3 separate regions of the Hordeum vulgare genome follow, and all the other regions are linked to region 1. A link is a contact called in public Hi-C data. All regions are on one chromosome and are shown on one strand. The core of a region is the stretch at or near the end of the contact, and the rest is flanking DNA. Distances in the headings are between cores, read along the strand shown.

Region 1 (4,066 bases), core at 812-3,311:
GCTCTAATAATGATGATTATCACACTTTTATCTACTCACAATTTGATATTACAACTCGATAAAGCTTATACAAAATGACTGTATCAAATGACTCTAGGAGTGTACGAGGATGTGCAATGATCTAGCATAGAAAAGATGTAAAAAAATGAACAAGCCATGGAAATATCATGCTAGCTATCTTACGATCATGCAAAGCAATATAATGATGAACACACAAGTCATGTGACGAAATGATGGAAGTTGCATGACAATATATCGGATGTGTCGCACGTGCGATGCTTGGATTGGATCGGACTGCGACGCGAGTATGACTATGCCAACCATGATCTCTATATCGTTAACACTTTTGGTCTATAAGGGTATGTAGACACCTCTCCCTCTCGTTGCCAGCCTCTCCATAGAATAGATCTTGGGTGTTTCGTAGGAATTATTTTGTTTTCCATGCTTTGTTCCCTATAAAACCTTAGACCCCAAGGTGAAAAGAATTGGGATATCGGCGGGGATGACTTTAGCTTGAGGAGTTCATGTATTCACTATGTGTTAATGCTTTGTTTCAGTTCTGCATTAAAAGGAGCGCCTTAATTACCCTTAGTTTTCATTAGGACAAAATATGTCATGCAAATTCTTATTGCAAGCACGTATACTATACATGGAATACATGTCAACATATAGTTAATGAATTGAAACTACTGTATGTCGCTCTAGGTTGTGACTACACTTTTATACTATTTCCTTTGCTCCATTTACTATTACTCTGCGAGTTACAATTCTACTACTAGTGAAGTTACTATCACCGTTACTTTGCTATCATTGCTATCATATTCATTGTGCTATTCATAAATTGATGCAAGGAAGAGATTCTCACATATGGTTGAATTGACAACTCAACTTTTAAGGCTTACAAATATTCTTTCTCTCCCCTTGTATCGAATCAATAAATTTGGGTGAAATACTATCATCGAAGACTATTGCGATCCCTTATACATGTGGGTCGTCAGTTGGTCGGTCATCTACGCGTGTCTTCGAATCCGGCGCACTGGAGGATTTGTGCCCCGTTCCATCTCCTTGGGCTCACGGACGTCCTTGCCAACCCGGTCCCAGTGACCCGCATCCGCGTTCCCTCCATATCTCGGCTCGCTCTGTCCTTCGGCCACTGTCACATCCCCTACCGCATCTCATCCTCCTAGTCACCCACATATGTGCCCCATTTGTCCCTCCACCGCTCTGTTGCTTGCACGTCTAGTAGTGCATGTTGCCTCTCGACGCGCGTGGATCCCCTTCCCGCGGTCGTGGCTCCGACCTATGCACGACTTCCTCTTCGCTAACTCATGCTTTGATGGCTTGGTATTGCTCGAACTCTGTCCAGGACAAAATCCCTGCATACTATGATGGCAGCAGCGACACTCGCGGGTGTCGTCCCCTTCTTGGTGGCGCTATCACAACGGTTATCTGGCCCCTCTTGAAGCATCATGGGAAACCCTAGGTCCGATTTTCCGGATCGAACGACGATGGCGTCTCGACGTAGTACTCCTTCGTGAAGGTTGTGTCTTGGTTGCTCGCGACGTCCCAGGGTCTTGATGTGAAGATGTTGGTCGTGGTGTTGTTAGTCTTGGCTTACTTCGTAGGATGGCGAGTTTAGCTGTGTTTTTCTCTTGTTTGAGTCGAGCATCGTATATCTCTTTGCTCCGGACATTATGTTGATGCATCTTGTTTCCGTATCTTGTATTGTATCTCGTCTTGTACTCTAACTTTTCTTGTCAATGAAATGATACGCAGACTTTGCATATTCGCAGAAAAAGAAAAAGAAAAACACATTTTGAAATTTGTATAGCCACAAGGCAGACGGCGGCGGGGTAGTCTCCGTGCCAGTAGTCTACCGGAGGTTGTCTCAAAAAAAAAAAAGTAGTCCACCGGAGGTCCGGTCCGGTCCGGAGCAACACAGAAGCTCCACGTCGCCGGATCTCCACCAAGGCAAATACGACCATTTTCCACCAACAGAAAAGGCATTTTCTTTCGGTAGGCGCACACGGCACGAGCCGCGCCAGCCAAGTGGCGTGCGACGCGAGACGCGGCACGGGCTCTCTCGCTCACGCCGGCCGGCCGGGAGCGGACGGCCCGATCGATCCCATCCAGGTCGTCGGCGTCGGCGTCGTCGTCGTCGCCTCCAGAAGCACGAGCCCAGCATAGCACGGCCGCAGAATATTCCACGTCCCTTCCCCTCATCCTCCCCAGGCCCAGCAGCAATAAAAAAGCAAGCCATTCCCCTCCTCTTCCTCCGATTAATCAAACCGCGCGGCGGCGGCGGCGAGCGTGCGACCTGCGACCACCAGACGACCCAACCGACCCACTGACCCACACCACACCACCGGGGAGCTCTCCCTTTTACGTCAATCAATCGAAACCCAGTTAAAGAACCTCTTAATTGCCCGCCAGGAGATCCGCCAGGCTTATCTTCGCCGTCTCCTCCGACCTCGCCTCCACCCCCCCTCGCCCCGCGGCTTCTGGGTTCCTTGGCGCCAAAATCCCCGCTTCCGATCCCAGGTAAATCCTCTTTGGTTACTCGTTGATCCGGTCGGCTTCGATTTGTCCGACGCGGTTCCTGGCCGCGAATTGTATGCCTGAAAGATTCTTCTTCGTGGATTCTTGATCCGCGAGGGAGCGGACACAACTGGATTTTTGTGTGTGCTTTTAGTTTACCAGGTTCAGGTTCTTGTCCGGTTCATGATAATGGAAGAATTCCTTCCTTAAAACTGCAAAGAGATGTAGCTCTAGTTCCTCGCACCCAGTTGGGATGTGTTGGGGAGAAAAATACTCTCCTTCCCGGGCCAACTGACGACAAGTTATCTGTTAGGAGTACTTTACATCATGGAGTATATAATACCTTACCGAAATTACTGTTCCCGCAACGTCTCCATATTTTTTCTAGTGTTATTACAGACACAGTTTCCTTCTGATAGACCATGACATGGTTTACTGTTGTTTAGGCCTTCAGGAATCAGGGGGCCTTTCATTCAGCGATTCCTGCTATTGTCAGTTCGGCATGGGGGGCTGTGTGGGCAAGGTGAGTTCATGCCTGTTATCGAATGAATCTGTGTTATGTTCTTGAACTCCCAGGTAATTTGTATGTAATCCTTCTGTCCTCTTTTGGTCAGGGTCGTGGCATTGTGGAAGAAAAGCTTGATTTCAAAGGTGGAAATGTGCATGTCATAACAACCAAAGAGGACTGGGACCAGAAGATTGAAGAAGCAAACAAGGATGGGAAAATTGTAAGCAAACTAGCAATTTGTTAAAATGGATTACAGATATCCTTTGCTTCTTATACTGTTTGTTATGAAGTACTTGGTGTTTATGTCTATCAATTTACACCATATATGAAATGGAAATAGGTCTAAGCAGTCCGTCTCCACACACTAATTCCACCATGCCCCTTGTTAGCCTGTAAAATAAGCCCACTCCCGCAAGAAAACGCATTGATGAGGATGTAGAAATCAAGCAGAAATTACTATGAGACACCTAAGTAGATAGTATAACCAACTGCTCAAGCAGAAAGTGGGCACGTGAAGGTGCTTAGCTTGTTAGGAGCATAGACTATACTACTGTAGAAAGCCTATGGTGATTAGCTCGCTTATTTTCTAAGTTGTGCACTTGAAATCATGGACAGGTTAACTAAACTGTTTTCCCACAAAAGAAGTTTTGTTCAGGGGATGTTTTCCTTAGCAGAGGGAGGTTCCCTGTAACTGTTCTCCCAGTGAAAACCCGGAATATACACGGGTAGCTGTAGTTTTTATGATAGAACATGAAAACCATACGCTTTAAGCCCAGTGTTTACGTTGACCATTTTATTTTGGGCTGAGAAGTCCAGCGGCAAGATATTTGAACAACTAACAATTCTTGATGCAGTTTCTGAAGTTGCATCTGATGTACTCTTTGATTTCTTTTGTAGGTTGTAGCAAACTTCAGTGCTTCGTGGTGTGGGCCATGCCGTGTCATTGCACCTGTTTATGCTGAGATGTCCAAGACTTATCCTCAACTCATGTTCTTGACAATTGATGTTGATGACCTAATG
Region 2 (4,066 bases), core at 875-3,374, 500 kb before region 1:
ACCACAGGCGCTTGGAATCTAAGTTGCAGACGGTAAAATAAGGATTGATAGAACTGATAGTCTTCTGCTAGATTATGCGGCAGACAGGAAAGCTTGTCCAGGGGCACGGTTCGCAAGGCGGCCATGGCATCCGAGCAGCTGCAAAGCCAGAGACAGAAACAATTAGTTGGTGCAGGGACAAAGGTTTCCAAAGGAAGAATAAAACAGAAATTCATCTACAAAACAATTGCCCTGAACAAAGTATTTCTACCTTAGCATTGACTCCATCAGGCAAGACCCTGCCCTCACTCTTGAACTTGAGGTAGTCATTGCGGTTGAACTTGGTGAAACCCCTGAAAGAAGAAGTGCAAATTAAAGATCTGGCACACAGAAATTTCAACACGCATATCATCTCAACACAAGAAACCATCTTCTGTGCCTACCACTTCCTGCTCTCAATGATCTTTTGGCGACCAGGGAACTTGAACTTGGCACGACGAAGAGCCTCAGTTGCATGGATGGCATTGTTGGGCTTGCACCGCACAGAAAGGAGGACCTGGCCAATGGCAACACGGGCACAGACTCCCTGCGGCTTCCCGAAAGCACCCCTCATACCAGTCTGGAGCCTATCAGCCCCAGCACACGAAAGCATCTTGTTGATACGGAGCACATGGAACGGGTGAACCCTGACCCTGAGGTGGAAGGCATCCTTTCCTGCATGCTTGGTCATGTACTTGTTGCAAGCAATACGGGCAGCCTCAAGTGCCTCACTGGACACATTCTCCTTCTCCCATGAGACAAGGTGAACACAGTGGGAGAACTCATCCACGCCCTTCTTCTTCATGCCAACATCATAGATCCTGATCTTAGGGTCAGGCACACCACGGCAGTACCTTGACTTGGGGTATGGCTTGTTCTTGATCTGCCGATAGCACCTTGCAGGTCCTGAACAGAGAATTTTGTCAATAAAAAGAACAAAATAACTAAATGCAGCAAACATCACAAAGAAAATAACTCAATCCAAGGAACATTGAAAAGAAAGTGCAACACATTAAGAGACTGCATCATTGCAGCTACTGAGAACAAACCATCTTAATTTGCACACATACCAAACTACATACGAGTAACATGTACAGATAGTTTCAACTTAAGATAAGGTACAATTGACATGCAAACAAGAGATAACTAACCACCATGATTCAGCATGAGCAGCTGGCGACCCAAACACGTTTTAACAGGGAATGCAAAACATTGTGTAAGGTCTAACTAGACAGAATAAACTACTAATTCAGATTTACAGGAAACCATTGACCATAAAACCAATTTGCACAAATTCCAAACTACATACGAGTAACATGTACAAATAGTTTCAACTAAAGATAAGGTACCATTGACATGCAAACAAGAGATAACTAACCACCATGATTCAGCATGAGCAGCTGGTGACCCAAGCACGTTTTAACAGGGAATGCAAAACATTGTGTAAGGTCTAACTGACAGAACAAACTACTAATTCAGATTTACGGGAAACCATTGACCATAAAAACGTATCAACAGGGGCAGTGTTATGAGTGATACGAATAACTTAGAAGCAATAGCATACAGATATTAATTCTCTAGCAAACTAGACATGAAAGAGCAGAGGAATTACTAACATTCAAGAAGCCTAGAGCATTTTTTTTCTGGCACCATTACAGAAACAGATCTTTAAATGAAAGGAACAGAGGATGAACCCGCGGCTTGTACTAGTCAAATATTATTTCGAATCACCACAAGAGAACATCTACGGGCATGAATTCGTCTTCCCAAATCATCCAGACAAAAACTAGATTAACATCGGGAGCAACACATGTGACAGGTTCCGCGCGGTTACGACGGATCTAGACCAGATTCACACGCAACAGCGCCGATTCAAACGATTGCACGAACCATAGCTACGACCAGACGAACGCTAAACCAGGTCAACATACGGAAAGACGAGAGAGAGAGGGTAATCGCGTGCTTACTTCTCCCCATGGCGACGGCGGCTCGAGGCAGGCGGCTGCTGCGGCGGCGGCGGCGGGGGCGGGAGGGGACGGAGGAGCTGCGATTAGGGTTTGGTGCGGATCGACGGGGCCGCTTATATAGAGGTGCGGATTGGGAATGGGTTGCTTTCCAGGGGTTTCCGCGTGGAGGTGGTGCTATTGGACTTGGACTGTCCATGTTGGGTTTTGCGTCATGCGTGACCGGAGCTGTTGGGCCTGAGGACAAATTAGTCCAGCCCAGCTAGCATCAGAAGGTTGGGTAAGGCTTTTTTGGGCACCCTATGTCTCGCCTTCAGCGAGAGGGGAGGAACCCCTCAATATGGGCTAGCCCACAAGCACGGAAGGCCATAACCTTTTTTCGTTTTTTTTTACGTTTTCTGTTTCTTTTTTGCTTTTTTTACTTTTTTATACTTTAAAATATTGTAAGTGTATATATTATAATAAACACTCTATTAAAACATTTTAAAAATGTTGAATTATTTGAAAAAATATAGAGCAAGTATTTGAAAACTGTTGAAAAAGTATTTGAAAATGTTGAAAAAGTATTTTTAAAAATATTGATTGTGTATATAAAAATGATAATCAATCATTTGAAAAACATGTTAGACAGGTATTTAAAAAATGTTGAACAAGTATTTCAAAAAATGTTTCAACAAGTATTTGAATGGTGTTGAACAAGTATTTGAAAAGTGTTGATCATGTGTATAAAAATGTTGAACAAGTATTTGAATAATGTTGAACATGTATTTGAAAAAATGTTTATCATGCGTATAAAAATGTTCAATAAATATTTGAAAAATGATAAAAAAACTAATTAAAAAATGTTAAACAAGTATTTTAAAAAATGTTGATCATGTATATAAGAATGTAGAATGAAAACAAATCAGAGAAGAAAAAAATTCAACTAGCATTTGAATAATGTTGAACTAGTATTTGACAAAATGTTGATCATGTGCATAAAAATATTGAAGGGGTATTTAAAAATGTTGAACGAGTATTTGAAAAAATGTTGATCATGTATATAAAAATATTAAACAGGTATTTGAAAATGTTAAATGAGTATTTGAAAAGAATGTTGATCTTGTATAAAAGAATGTAGAAAAAACAAAAAGAAAGAAAAGAAAAAACTTGAAAATGAAAAAAAAGGAGAAGAAAAAAGAAATAAAAGAACATAAAACGAAAAACAAAGAAAAGAACAAAAAGAAAACCTACTCAGATCGCCTCTAACCACTAACTGGAAGCTAGCGCAAGGGTGACCAGCGTTCTTCTATCGTCGCGGACCAGGGTTCGAGTCCTTGGTGGCGCTCCGATTCTTCTCCATTTTTTCAATCTTCGAATGCTCTCGCATCCTTAAGACGAAAAATAGGCCATCAAATGCTATCATCTTTCTATCTATAACTATTAATAAAAAAAACTAGCAAAAATGCCCGTACATTGCAACGAAAAAAGAATGCACTATTCACATCTTTTTTTAACATGACGCCCTTCTGTGTGACCCTCTATCCTCCTTCATGGTTGTCACTGACATTGATAGTAGTGCCTGAAACAACTGTTGTGATTTGTTACGGAGCAAAGCAAAGGCTACTAGAAATGAATAGCGCATGTTTATTAACATAAATTCCTATCATTAATAATAAATAGCACATAGGTTATCAATAGTACAATCAAATTTTGCGACCTTTTAATGTAACTAAATGTTTTTGCTTGCTAACAAAATAACTTCAAGATTATGACAAAAATTAATGATTTTCCTCAATAAAGAATCAAACCATTACATGAGCAACCAATTGGATTTCTCCACTTTCACTTTATTTAAAATTTATAGAATAAAAACATGATATGAAAAAGATCGAGTTTGCTGTCTAGTATGGTATGTGTTGGCACAACTTCGTTCTAGCATGAGCGCGTCATGGTGCTCTACTTTAAATTCCCATCTGGATGGGCCGGAATAATTTGGCCCCAATGTTTCCATCAACCTTGCCATCACCACCAACTTGTCTTCAAACCTTGTCTTCTTCCCACCATAGCATCCTAGTAAGGAGAAAGTGCCACATAACTACATA
Region 3 (4,066 bases), core at 947-3,446, 330 kb after region 1:
ATATTTTTTCAAAAAACTAGTCTATTGTGTTCCACACACAAAATCAAATAGGGATGGCACCCACCGGGTTTGGGTACGGGTGGAGCCATCCCAAACCCTTACCTGTCGCTTAAAAATGTACCCATCACCCGTACCCATGCCCGTCGACGGGTATAATTTTTTCCATACCCGTGACCCATCAGGGTAAATGGGTATCTACGGATAAAATTACCCATATTCATGACACATTAATTTGAGCATCATGTAGTCATAAAAGACAACTTATAGTAATAATTTATAAACTACAACACTCCACGACAGCAACACGTATTCATAAAAAAGCACCACGTTGATGAACGACACCACTTATTCGTTATCAGCAACGCTTATTTGTAACAACAACACATCAAGGAGGTAGCAACACATAGTCATAAATAGCAGCACATGGTTATATAGTTTAAGTTTACAAACTCACAAGCCACAACTAAATATAGACTTGGCCATACATAAGACCACAAACACAAGCATTTCAATAAAATTTTGGCACCATAAGAAGTTCAACCAAAATAAACTCGAGCAATCTAACAATAGCAAAACTAAGATTGAGGTGCAACAATTTATTCTTCTTGACGACGAGTCCTTGCTTCCACATCTCAATTCTCAAAGGCATATTAATTGGTCGCAATGATACAAAATATTAATTGCTGTTGAAACAAAATATTTCATTCTGAAGCTAAACATTTTTTTTCGAGTTTGAATTTACACACTCAAATCCCTACTCGTCACTCAAAAGCATTTGAATTTACACACTAGAATCCCTACCAAAACGCTGCTATATTTCAGTATTTCTGAAGCTAAACGAACATAGTGCTCGTCGCCATAGCTGAACGCTGAACGCTGCTATGTTTCAGTATTTCTGAAGCTGAACGCTGCTATATACACGAATGCATCACATCATCTAGATATCTAAACTATAAAATCAGTGCTCGTAATCATAAAATCATACACAAAAGCGATACTCACCTAGCACAAATAGCCTTGCTCTTGTTCTTGCGATTGGCAGCATCATATCGGCCGTTGCTAAGCAGGCTAGGGCGTCCCTTCTTCACGGACGTCTCGGACATAGTGCGTCGACGGTGCTGCACCTTGGACCCTGGAGCACGAGGTGGAAGACCTTGACGTCGGTCGGGGACTTGGCTCTTTTCTGGCGCGCGGAGGCAGAACGCACCATCTGACGATAGGGTTGGGACTGGGCTTGGGGTAGTCATGGCGTGCTCCTGGCTGTGGTGGTCGCCGAACTGCAGCTCCTCCTCGCGGTTCCCTTCCACGCGCGAGCTATGATCATCATCCCCTGGCTCCATGGTGCTGGCACGAGGCAGCAAGCGGCTGGAGGCGCTGGCGGTGGCGAATGGCAACGAGCCAAGCCAATAAGATGAGATCACGTTGACTGCTAGACGTGGGCTACACGTAGGCCTAGCTAGACATCAATCACGTTGATCCATATACTGCGGGCCTGCGGCATGCAAGGTAATTCTACGTCAATCACGTTAATCCATATATCCATATAAGGAACGAGGCAATTCTGGAGATCAATCACCTAGATACGTATCACATATTCACGTACGGGAGGATTTGTGACGTGGGCTAGTTGCCGAATAATGTACATATAATATAATTAATATTTGGAGAAATGATATTTATGCCTTACTTGTCAAATTATACACGGGTACATGGGTACACGGGTACGGGTTATACTAAACCATACCCGTACCCGCTATGTCCGATGGATTTTAAAATTTTCTATTTACGTATCTATGGATAATTTTTTTTACTCATATCCTTGTCTTAATAGGGTTTTTATCCGCCGGATACGCGGGTAACGGGTATCCATTACCATCCCTAAACACAAACGAGCGTAGCCTAAAACACGGCTCAACCACGGCACCCAAACACAAACGAGGGATCCAATGCTGCCGCCGCCGCCGGCGGCAGCGGCAGCCGCGATCCGAGGCTTTCCCTTTCCCACACCGGCAGGCAGCAGCGGGTCCTACCACTTTCTCCGGGGACAGCCTCCATCTCCACGGCCGGCCGGGCCATGCCCATGTGGTCCCCAGAGCCAGCGAGCGGGAGGCGCCACCATCATTCGAAACCGACTATACTAATTTACTCACCAACGTTAGTGTAGCTGGCAGTTACCCCTCTCCTCTCCTCTCCCGTGGCGTCCAGCTCACCAACGCTCGGAACTCGGCCGAAAACCCTCCCCGTCCGCCCACGCCCAGGGGCACCACGGTAAAACTCGCCGCTAAAAACCTCCCACGCCCCGACGCCTCCTTGGGCTTTAGCGCTCCCCGAGTTCCCGTAACCTCCCCCCGCCTCCATCTCCATTCCTGCCGTGCCAAGGTCTGGCTGCCGCTGCTGCTCGAGGTGGTGGTCGGACGGATCTCCGGTGAACCTCGGTAAATCCGCGCGGCTTGCCCGAATCCCTTGTCTTGCGTTGTCTCCTGCTTTCCCGTACGTGTGATGACGATGCTGTCTGCGCTCGTCGCGGTGAGCGGGGCGGCGGTTAGGAGGGGGCTGGGCGCTTCCTCGTTCCCGTCGCCGGAGGTTGTAGGCCTGTGGCCGCCGCGGGAATTTCGTTTCCTCTTCGTCTTCCTTTTCCGCCAGCGGGAGATCGATCCGTACAGCCCTGCTTGCGCCTGCTCTGCTCTCTTCTGTGAAGAGCTCGAGTCGCAACTGACCCCATGCTGCTTCTTTTGACCGGCTCCGCTGCGATGCTGTTGGTCGCGTTATGCCATGCCTTCAGCTTACTTTTACTCCTAGATCCGACGCGGACTAAATTGTGTCGAATTTACTCGTGCTTTCGGTTATCAGTAGAGAGAACGCAAGTTAGCCCACTTGTTTCGCGTTACATCTGCTGTAAATCTTCAACACACAGTTTAGCCCTCGTGTTCTCAATGGGAATGTTCGCATGGTGATAATCTTCTGCATGTCATATCGCTCTCACGTGTCTATTATCTACTCGTAGTATCTAGGTGTGCCCCCGCCATGCTTCGTGGATCCCGGATCTTCTTCAATAATATCGAACTCAATGAGCAGTGTTCCTGATGGCCTGTTACCTGAATAATAATGTCGACAGGAGCGTTTTTGGTTGCACGTATGCGGCCTCTTGCCTGAATCCCAAAGTTTCAGATCAACGTGGGGTTCAGTGTTTGCTGTCCATTCTTCTTGTCTGCCTGAGATTGTTCCCAGTTCACTGAATCAAGTTGCCCGACCTGCCTATCAGGCAGGCACACATAGCTGTAGCTGCTGTGTCCTTTGCAGTTGGACATTTGACACCCAAATGCCAGCCGTTTTATTCTCTCAATGGGGTTCTCTTCTCGGATAATTGGTAGCTACGAGATCTGATCAACGTCACTGTCACTCTGTTTCTTAAATATTCGCCCAATTTACATGCTATATTTATCACGGTGGTCTTAAGGAAGCTGGCTTTATGGATTGTTGCTAATGTTTCCTTGTGATAGCATGCATGCCTGTATTCATTCATTTTTTGAATTGCTTATTGAAGGCCGGACGTTTTCCCTTTCCAGAAAAAGAAATGTCACTGTCTTTCACTCCCTGTCACTGTTCTTTAGATGGCTAATCATTGTCAGTCATGGGCTTCCCGCATCTCTGGTCCCCTGGGGTTTCGCATCCTATTTATCTACTCTTCCTGCCATATATACACTCATAACTAGGATACGAGTTTTGCTCATTTGAGAAGGATTGTTATTTCCTTGATCTTCTTATGTAGTGTGTGAAAGACTTGCTCTGTTGACCAGATCATTGCATATCCCCTAGCTAATCTTTCCGTTGCACAGGCAAGTCACTCAATAGGCCTTCAACTACAGGCCTGAGCTTGTTTTGCCAGCAACTTTATGTGTCTGCATTTTGTTTAATTTCCCCTTTGAACCTGTGTTACATTGCTATGAATTCTGAGACAGTTAGTTTGTGGTTTCTGTAGTAAACTTTCATATAGATTTATGTTTGAGGTATTTAAGTGCTTCACCTCTGTTGTGTGTATCTTTGTTCTCCCTTCTCACTTGTATAT

Evidence for each region. Hi-C and Micro-C count contacts between places; a contact is called where the count stands out from the background.
Region 2: a Hi-C map of leaf shows a contact between it and region 1, with 3 times the contacts expected there. The contact joins the promoter of LOC123426547 here to the promoter of LOC123426532 in region 1. A contact is called at or near these places in 3 of 6 Hi-C or Micro-C datasets (leaf and seedling) and 1 of 1 datasets of contacts at active chromatin or transcription factors (embryo).
Region 3: a contact with region 1 is called in a Hi-C map of leaf, with 4 times the contacts expected there. The contact joins the promoter of LOC123426515 here to the promoter of LOC123426532 in region 1. A contact is called at or near these places in 3 of 6 Hi-C or Micro-C datasets (leaf and seedling) and 1 of 1 datasets of contacts at active chromatin or transcription factors (embryo).

Annotation. Positions count from the first base shown.
Region 1 is chr1H:110,179,135-110,183,200 of MorexV3_pseudomolecules_assembly, reverse strand. It overlaps LOC123426532 (thioredoxin H4-2), which reads left to right and starts at 2,061. Exons shown (of 5, transcript XM_045110374.1): 1 at 2,061-2,541; 2 at 2,985-3,061; 3 at 3,153-3,266; 4 at 3,944-4,066. The coding sequence starts at 3,041.
Region 2 is chr1H:110,680,512-110,684,577 of MorexV3_pseudomolecules_assembly, reverse strand. LOC123426547 (60S ribosomal protein L10-2) reads right to left here and starts at 2,124. Exons shown (of 4, transcript XM_045110399.1): 1 at 1,986-2,124; 2 at 423-924; 3 at 251-332; 4 at 1-138. The coding sequence starts at 1,995. The coding sequence ends at 73.
Region 3 is chr1H:109,851,127-109,855,192 of MorexV3_pseudomolecules_assembly, reverse strand. It overlaps LOC123426515 (protein NETWORKED 4B-like), which reads left to right and starts at 2,196. Exons shown (of 3, transcript XM_045110367.1): 1 at 2,196-2,268.